Linked DNA regions of Zea mays: region 2 is linked to region 1. A link is a contact called in public Hi-C data. All regions are on one chromosome and are shown on one strand. The core of a region is the stretch at or near the end of the contact, and the rest is flanking DNA. Distances in the headings are between cores, read along the strand shown. Region 1 holds the start of LOC103626169 (pentatricopeptide repeat-containing protein At5g04780, mitochondrial). Region 2 holds the start of LOC100384033.

Region 1 (4,667 bases), core at 969-3,468:
GCCAGGAAGAAGATGTTTTGGGCAGTCGCGTAGACGCTCCCCAAAAACCTAATTGTCGATCCCCCGTGCAAGGTCTCGAACGGCAAGGGCTTCAGAGGCACCTGCCCTCTTGCTGCTCTGTGCGCGCAGAGCCACGAGATGGGAATATCCTCACTTGCGGCTGGACTGTGACTCTGAATCGCATGCTGCACGCCAAGAGACGGGCAGCTGAAGGACAAGGGTCTCGCATGCAGCTGACGAAGAGACAGACAACTGAAAGGTTTAACCCGGAGTTGAAACTCACGTGGTTAATGAGTGCTAAAAATTAACACAACCACACCACGCCCGCTCGCCGCATGCCTGCCACGCCACGCCACGCCCGGCCCGAGCCCGACCCGGTCGGCGGCGGCGCGCGCGTGTGGCACGCCCTTGTCCATTTCTTGACTTCTCAAATTAAGTGGAATAATTCCCGCCATATAAGTCAAGCCAAAAGACCCTTGGACTTCCAATATGGTACTATTGGTGTTCTCCACCATTACACACCATAGAGTTTATTGAATAAATGGGCCAAGCCCAAAAAAGATCCAACATCAAGGGCGCCTTCTTCAGCATTTGCAATCTAGTGGCGATGAGCGAGAGAGGTGGCGACAACGACGACAGTTGGTGACAGCGCAGAGGCGAGGACAAGAGAGACAACAACCTGGGGGCGGTGAGTGAGAGATGTTACGACGACGGCCCATCAGAGGAGTGGAACCCTAGCCCATCGAAACCACGGGTACACTGGGCCAGCAAACCTGCGGATATGCCTCCAAATGCGGATATGGAGATCTCGTGTAGTGTTTGCTCGTGGGCCGCTTGTCCCGTGAAAATCGGTCGGTTTTGAGTGTCCTCAAACGAGGCCTAAAAGTAAAGAGAGTACCAATTGACAGATGAATTAGCAAATTTAACTAGACAAATTATCAGTTTTTGCGGTTTGGTTGAGGTATACGCATTTAGGGTCCATCAATATTAATTGCACATCACTTTGACTAGTTAAGAGCAACTCCAAAAGAACGTGTAAACTAACTCCAAAACAGATATTAGTCAAGAATAGTGGTTTTTCTTACTCCAACAGCTCTCTCATTCTTCTCCCAAAAAATTAGCGTCCCGGATCCATAGCCTCCTCTCCCTTATATTTTGGTGTGTTCCATCCCACCCCAATCCATTCCTCAACGTATCAGATCATCCACGGTCTCCCGACGACTGTATAGATTGCGTTGCATGTCACATTTAAAGGAACTGTTGGAATACCCATCATAATTCACTCTTAAAATTTTTTAGCCAGCTCTTAATAATTAATTTTTGGGGTAAAATTTTTAACATCCTTTTCGAGTTGCTCTAATAGAGCTCTCTCTTCACCGCGAAAAAAGTATAAGAAAAAACAACAATGATAACGCATGGTTGTCTTTTTCAGTAGGTCCTGTTTATTCAGAACCATGGAGATTAAGAGGAATTTGGGATTATTCAATTATTCTAGAAATCAAAGGAATTAAAGTGGACTAGTACAATACTCGTGTGTTGCGACGATATACCAATCATATTTGTTTAAAAAAAATAAAATTAAAGTGGATCCTCTCTATAAAAAATAAATTTAAAATTAAAGTGGACATATGGTCTACATACTAGATATTAAACTGCAAATACTGCATTTTATCTTAGCCAAAAGTCGAGAGAGGTATGAGTTGAAAAGATTTGCCCCTTAGCTAGCTCGACTACTCGCCCTCCTTAAGCTAGCGAGATGGTATTATCTAGGAGCACTGTGTTGCGTGTGACTTCGTGTCGTTTTGGGTTTGAGTGTTTTCTCACAGCCCATCTAGAAGATAACGACCCCACATTATTTGACGATGTATGACAATGGTAGAACCTAGTAGAGATGTTTGGACCGTGAATTAGGATAGAAATAAGTATAAGAACTTTTTTTTAAAAGAGACGATGATGAAAAACCAGTGTTGCTTTATAGGAGTAGATATAAAGAGGATTGAAAGTGTATTTGGACTTAATCACATTATTTGTTGAAAAAATGATCAGTACAAATCAATAATTCCACCTCTGTTGATTCGTGGGTCCACTTTCTATCGGGGTTGAAACCGTCTGGAAAAGATAATCGCAATAAGATTTTGCCACTCTTGCGGGCTCATTTAAAGCAAAACTGTCTCAGCCCATGAAGCCCAACTAGTATCCTGGACAGTCCACACACTCACCTGTACGCTACCCGAAAATGAAAAAGTCACTGAGCTCAGCCGAACTGACGCCATAAAAACCATGGCTACCATGCCGCCGCCGTCCCCGTCGCCGCGTCATCCCCCGCGTACCGCCTTGTCGCCTCGCTGCACTGCCCTTCATAACCCATCGACCTACGTGTACCACTGCCAGCTTCTCAACGGCACGCCCCAGGGGCATGCGCCGCCGCGCCACGCGCGCGCGCGGCCCTTTCGGGAGCAGGAGCGGGACCTCGCCGCTTCCTACGCGCGCGAGATTGGCTCCTGCGTCCGCGTGCGGCGCTGGGGCGCAGCGTGCGAGGCGTTTGCGTCAATGCTCACCGCGGGAGCCGCCCCAGACAGGTTCCTCCTCCCGCAGGTGCTCCGCGCTTGCGCCGGCCTTGGTGCGCCCCGCCTTGCATCCGCCGCGCATGCGCTCGCCGCCAAGGGCGGGGCCGAGCTAGCGGGGGACCCCGTTGTCGGGAACGCGATCGTCGCCATGTATGCGGCGCTGGGGGACGTGGCCTCCGCCCGCGCCGCGTTCGCGTCGCTGCCCGACCGCGACGTCGTGGCGTGGACCGCGCTCATCAGCGCGCACGCCGACGCTGGGGAGCTGGAAGAGGCCTTCGACCTGTTTGAAGAGATGCAAGAGAGCGGCGTTCGCCCGGACGTGATCTCATGGAACACGCTGGTGTCTGGATTTGCAAGAAGTGGTGACCTCGTTGCTGCTCTGCATCTGTTTGACGAGATGCGGCAAAGAGGTGTCGACCCGGGAGTCAATTCTTGGAATTGCATCATCTCGGGCTGTGTGCAGAATGCACTGTATGAAGAGGCTTTGGAGGTTTTTCTGGAGATGTGTGAGAGTGAGAGGCCTGATGCGGTGACTGTGGCTAGTATTCTCCCTGCTTGTGCTGGCTTGCAGGCACTAGGCATTGGAAAGCAGCTGCATTCTTATGTTTTGCGGTGTGGAATCAAGATCAATGTGTATGTTGGAGCATCTTTGATTAGCTTGTACTCTGAGTGCGGAGAATTTGATGATGCGAGAGTTGTCTTTTCCACCATTCAGGAGAAGAATGTCAATGTGTGGAATGAGTTAGTTCAATCATATACCAGAGAGGGGAGGATGGACAAAGCTTGGGATGTTTTTGACTTGATGCAGGAGGATGGATTGAAGCCTGACATTGTCACCTATAACACTTTAATTGCTGCATATGCTAAAGTGGGTCAGAATGAACAAACATATGAACTGTTTTCACGCATGGCTGACGTCGGCTTAAAGCCTAATGTGGTCTCAATGAATGCATTGATTTGTGGTTTGCATCAACATGGCCTTTACACAGATGCACTTGAAGCTTTCAGATACATGCAGCGTTCCAGTGATGGAAAAGCAAAGGGTTGGACATTTCTTGATAATCGTGGCCCAATTCAACCAACTGGCACAACCATTACTGGTCTCCTCTCATTATTGGCAGACCTCAAGTTAGATCGTCTTGGGAAGGAAGTACACTGCTATGCTTTAAAGAATGGTTTGGCATCAAACATCTACGTTTCAAGCAAACTAGTTGACTTCTATGGTAAGACTGACGACATGACGTCTGCTGCTAATGTCTTCCAGAAAATCAGGAATAAGAATGTTGTCACATGGAACAGTCTGCTGGCAGCCTACAAGCATAATAGGAAGCCAGAAGCAACACTGAGGCTGCTCGCTGAAATGCTCGAGTCTAATTTTGATCCCAATTTGGTAACAATACACATAGCTCTTATGTCGTGTGGTATGACAATGGCATTGGGATATGGTAGAGAACTGCACAGCTACATCATAAAATGCTGGCCTGGTGGTTACCCAGCTACTCTTGCAAGTGCTTTGATAGATATGTATGGTAAATGTGGTAATATTGAGGATGCTAGGTTGGTCTTCAAGTCCATGGTTCCAAAGGACGTAGCAGTATGGAACGCAATGATGAGTTGCTATTTGCTTCATAGGATGCCTAAGGATATTATAGATTTGTTCAATTATCTGGAACAGTCAGGTATTCAACCGGATCACATTACTTTCATTTTACTTCTTTCAGCTTGTAAGCAAGAAGGTCTGTTGGAGGAAGCTCAGAGCTATTTCTACAATATGGAAGATGTATATGGCATAAAACCATCTTTAAAGCACTATACTTGCTTGGTTGATATCATGGGATCAGCCGGGCTACTGGCGGAGTCACTAACACTTATCCAAAAGATGCCGCTTAAACCGGATGCGTGCCTGTGGTCGACTGTGCTTAAAGCTTGTAAGCTGTACTCAAATCTAGAGATTGGGGAAAAGGCGGCAAAAGCTCTTTTCGAGCTTGAACCAAATAATACTTCAAACTACATGGTGCTTTCGAACATATATGCAGACACAGGCCTGTGGGATTCCACCAAGGCTGTGAGGGATGCCATGACAGAGCAAGGGTTACATGT
Region 2 (4,723 bases), core at 1,433-3,932, 360 kb after region 1:
CGGATTATTTTGTCCAATTTGTTTATTGCTATTGTGAACCCATACATGCAGTTAAGACCAGTTCAACAGTAAACGTTATTTTTGCTCTCTTCAGTCCTACATGTCGGCAATGATTCCACTCATCACTACAGATGCTCTTAGTATGCATGGTGGTGAAGGCAAAAGCACAACTAAGGGTCAAATTGGTTGCCTGAACAACCCCTTATACAGGCCCCCATAGTGCAATTCGTCCATGTTTGGTTGCCTGCATAATCCCATATGCAGGCTAGCACTGTCCTCAAAGCAAGTTCAGCCTGCACCACCGGCCAAATCCTGTGTATCCTGTTATGAACCCTCCCTCCCACACCCGCTCTGCAGCTTAAGGCCTAGTCTGGCCACTTATGAAGGAAACCAATTACATGTGTAACGCATCCTGTGTATTCAACTATGCACACTCCCTCCCGCACCCACTCTACAGCCCAAGGCCTAGTCTGGCCACTTACGCAGGAAATAAATTACAAGTGTAACAATGTACAGCTTTATGTAGGCAAACCAAATAACAGCTTGCATTGTGTTATCCAGGTTAAGGTTAAGGGTATTCTGCATAACCGCTAATTCAGTGTAATACCAATGCATGGAAACCAGTGAAACCCTATCTTACTAGGTTCCCAGCACAAACATGTGGTAAATACTGATACAATAGCCATGAAAAAGATAAGCACCAACCTGTATGGTTGATCTCAGAAGATTCATGGAATTTTCCACCTCTTGTATAAGATTTCACTGAACTTGAGGACCGAGAATCAAAACCCTGTATCATGCTACTCGAGGCCGAGGATTCTTCATAGTTTTCTGACATCTCTTCATGAGGGGAACCAGCTGTACTAGTACCAACTACATTCTTGTTTCCATAACCACCACTATTATAGTTCCTACATTTATATGTTGTGGCATGTTTAGAGGATGCATGCATGCGTTTGTTTCTGTATACGTGATGAGGTTAGATTTAGCACTCACAATCTAACCAAGCTTAACATTAATAGCAGAAAGAAACCTATATAGAAAAGTTAATGTTAGAATACTTTATTATGAATATAATTCAGTTAACCAAATCAAACCTAATAAACTAGCTGTTAATTTTTGGAAGGATACGTATGCCAAGTCAAAAAGATTTGCATGCATTAATAGGCAAAAAAAAGTAACTTCGCCTGCAAGAGAAATGAGAATAAATTTACCTCCTCAACAGAGAGATTTCATCTTCCTTCTCCTCTAAGGATGCTTGTAGCTCTGCCAATTTATTATTCAGTTGTTTTATGTCATTCTTGAGGGATTTGATGGTATTCTTTTCACTACTAATTCTCATAAGAGCTGGGGTCCGTGGAAAAGTTAAGGGCAAACAGTGTAGCAGCAAATAACACTATGTATGTCAAATCAAAAAAATCATAGAAAGTTAGAAACAATAGCATTCACGAACATTGAGTTCTATCGCAGTGATGTTCACCTAGGAAGGGGATAACATTATAAATCAGTCAATAGGAAAGAAGATATTGTAAAATGTTGGGAAACATCCCACCAGAGATACAACAAAGAGTATATTATGGAAGGATATGAGTATCATTGAATATCCCACTCAAAAAATTCCTAAATGAAAGAACCAAAGTGTCCAGCCACTCTTTGGAGAAATATAGACGGAATTGTGGATCCAAGCTTGGGTTCTTAATATATGGAATAGCTGCACATTGTTATTGAGATTGACAAAGCATGAGAATGACGTATAAGGAGTTAGGAAAAAGAAGGCAAGAACACGCACCAAACCATGCCAGCCAATCTCCACGCTTTTGCATCAGATAATTGCCACTCTCACCAAAGAATTCAATTACTTTGTCTTGTCTTCCAGATTTCAAAGCATTAATAACATAGTACCTTAATACTGACAGCTCCAACTTAACAAGGGTTGAGAACAACTCTGTGTCCGCAGGTGACATGAAACACTGCTTGAAAAAGGCAAACAGACCGAGCAACTTGTCCAGTTGGTATTTCGGTACATACTCTGAGAACACTAAATCCACGATCTTGTCTCCTTGAAAGTTCCTGCCAATCTCAGTAGACAACTCTGTCTCATACGCTTGCAGCGTACTTGTGAAACCCCTGAAAACTAGAAACTCCCTCACGAGCTCCTCAGCATAACGCATATTCTCCATTGTAGTCCAATGTGTTGCTGAAAGTGTACTATGAGAAGTTATAAGAAGACCAACTATAGATCAGGGTTCCAACAGGCGGCACTAAGCGCACGCTTCAGCGCTAAGCGGACGGGTAACGCTTCGTTGGGGCATAAGCGCTACCAAAGCGGTGCGGCCGCCTTGGTAGAGCAGCGGCTGCTGGCTCCCGCTGCCCGCCGGCCGTACGCGGCGCGCAGTGCAGCCGCCGGGGCCGGGCGCTGTCAACGGTCCACCGGAGGCGGGAGGGGAGCGGGAGGCGCGCACGCAGGGTCACCGGCCGGTGTGCGGAGGACCGGAGGCGAGGGCGCGAGGCGATTGGCAAGAGGCGGGAGGGGGAGCCGCTGACGCCGCCGCCGAAATTGGGACTGCCCCGCCGTCGCTGAGAGCCCGAGCCCGAGCCTGAGCGCCGCCGTCGTCGCCTGCGTGCCGAGCGCGAGTCGGGGAGGGAGTCGAAGATGGAGCGCCGGCAGATGGGAGATGAAGAAACGGTGGCGGCTTTCGGCCTGTGTGCCTTCCTGGAGCTCCAGTTGGGCCTCGACCCTGGCCTGCTCCACGTCTGGCCCGTGCGATGTATAGCCCTCTCGCACATCTTTTAGAGATGGCAATGGGTACCCGCTACCTGAAACTCAGTGGGCTTTTGCTCTATTAGAATATGAATTTAGATCAATTTCTCTACCCATGAGTTTATTAATAAGTTCAAATGAAAATCCAGCGGGTACGTGGGCATGGACTTGTTCTTTCACTATCCATACCCGCAAACTCATGTGTTTTTAAAACTCGTCTTAAAATCAATATATCTTATAAATATGTCTCATAATATTATTAATTGAATATGTTCTAATTGAAATAAACTCAGGCAACGACTGCTGTGCAAGCAATCCTTCTGTGCAAGCGTGCAAGCAAACCATCTGATCCGTTAGATCGTGATCCAACCACAGATATAACCATAGTTTGTTAGGGGTTTTTTTATAAAGATTATTAAGCTAGTGGTGGAAGGGTTTAAGTGTTAAATGTGACTTACGGTTCGATCACGATCTAACGGATCAGATGATTTGCTTGCACGCTTGCATAGAAAGATTGCTTGCACAACAGTCGTTGCCATAAACTCAATGTAACAAAGTTTAAGCTAAAATTAGTTATCACTTGTTCCTTTTATTCGGGTTTATTAATACATTAACTATCATTTATATGATGAATTATTTTTCGTGTTGATGTTAGTGGGTATGGGAAACCCTTTGGGTACCCAAAACCCGCATGGGCATGGGTTTTGGCAAATTTTTATACCCGTCATAGGTATGAGTTTTTTAGCGGCCATATTTTTTCTTCACGGGTATGAGTTTGGGCAAGTAATAGCGAACGAGTTTTTACCCGTTGCCATCTCTACACATCGGCTTTTCACCTTTATCTCACGGCAACAACTGATATGCAATCAGGTCTTATATGCAAGCGTCGTTAGATTATGATTCAATCATGAATTACATTTAACACTTAAACCATTCTATCACCAACTCGTGTAGATTTATAGGAAACCCCACTAACAAACCACGATCATGTCTACAGTTAGATCATGATCTAACAAACTAAGAGGCTCGCTTGCACGCTTGCATATAAGGTCTGATTGTATATTAGTTGTTGTCCTATCTCACTCCCTATATCATTTTGTTTTATGCTACTTTATAAACAGTTTAGTTTATAATATAAAACAGTATTTTACACGATATACGTTGTATTGAGCACTTGTCCGTACGTATAGCGTGTAGGTCCACGCGAGTATACTAGCGAGCTCCTGGGCTTTCTTAGGGCTTATTTGTTTTGCTCTCAATCCATGTAGATTGGATGGAATTAAATGGATTTAAATATTAAATAAAACAAAATCTTTCATATTTTTTTCAATTCTATCCAATCCACACGGGATAGGAATCTCTACTACACCATATGACTCTATGGAGGGCGTCCACCCGACCTCACCATGCCCCTGCCCCCAAGTCCGCCACCATCGCGCCCGAGCCCCCGCCATGGAATTTCATCCCCAATCCCTGCGCCGCGCCTCCCATCAACGCCCGCATGGCATAGGTAGAGCAATCAGCACCCGACCCCAGGCCGCCTTCAACGCCGAGAGCCATCCTCGCCGCAGTCGACGACCACCTCCAATCTACGCCCGCCTCCACACCCATCCCCACGCGCGGCGCAGGTAGAGCAATTAGCCATCAGCGCCCTTCACCATGCCCCTGCAGCGTGCTTCCCCACCGCGTCCAAGCCCTTCCCCACCAGAGACCGCGCCCTTCCCCACCAGTTCCGGCATGGCACATCCACAACACGCCTCGGCTTACCCACCGGAGACCGCGACATTCACCACGCCCGGGATTCGCCAGCACGCATCTGCTTCCCCACCGGTGACCGCGCCATTCACCATGTCGTCCATCATCCATTCACCACCGCTGTCCACGCCCCTTGCCCCGGGACCCCCGCAGTGCGCAACGATGGAAGGCACATCCTGCAGTCCTGTAGCATCCCAAAAATTCAAA

The links. Hi-C and Micro-C count contacts between places; a contact is called where the count stands out from the background.
Region 2: a contact with region 1 is called in a Hi-C map of endosperm, with 2.4 times the contacts expected there. The contact joins the promoter of LOC100384033 here to the promoter of LOC103626169 in region 1. A contact is called at or near these places in 4 of 25 Hi-C or Micro-C datasets (bundle sheath, ear, endosperm and 1 more).

Annotation. Positions count from the first base shown.
Region 1 is chr5:30,320,256-30,324,922 of Zm-B73-REFERENCE-NAM-5.0, forward strand. LOC103626169 (pentatricopeptide repeat-containing protein At5g04780, mitochondrial) reads left to right here and starts at 2,219. Exons shown (of 1, transcript XM_008646563.3): 1 at 2,219-4,667. The coding sequence starts at 2,281. It also overlaps the pseudogene LOC111589358.
Region 2 is chr5:30,679,092-30,683,814 of Zm-B73-REFERENCE-NAM-5.0, forward strand. LOC100384033 reads right to left here and starts at 2,683. Exons shown (of 15, transcript NM_001362240.1): 1 at 1,790-2,683; 2 at 1,589-1,711; 3 at 1,215-1,356; 4 at 706-911. The coding sequence starts at 2,180.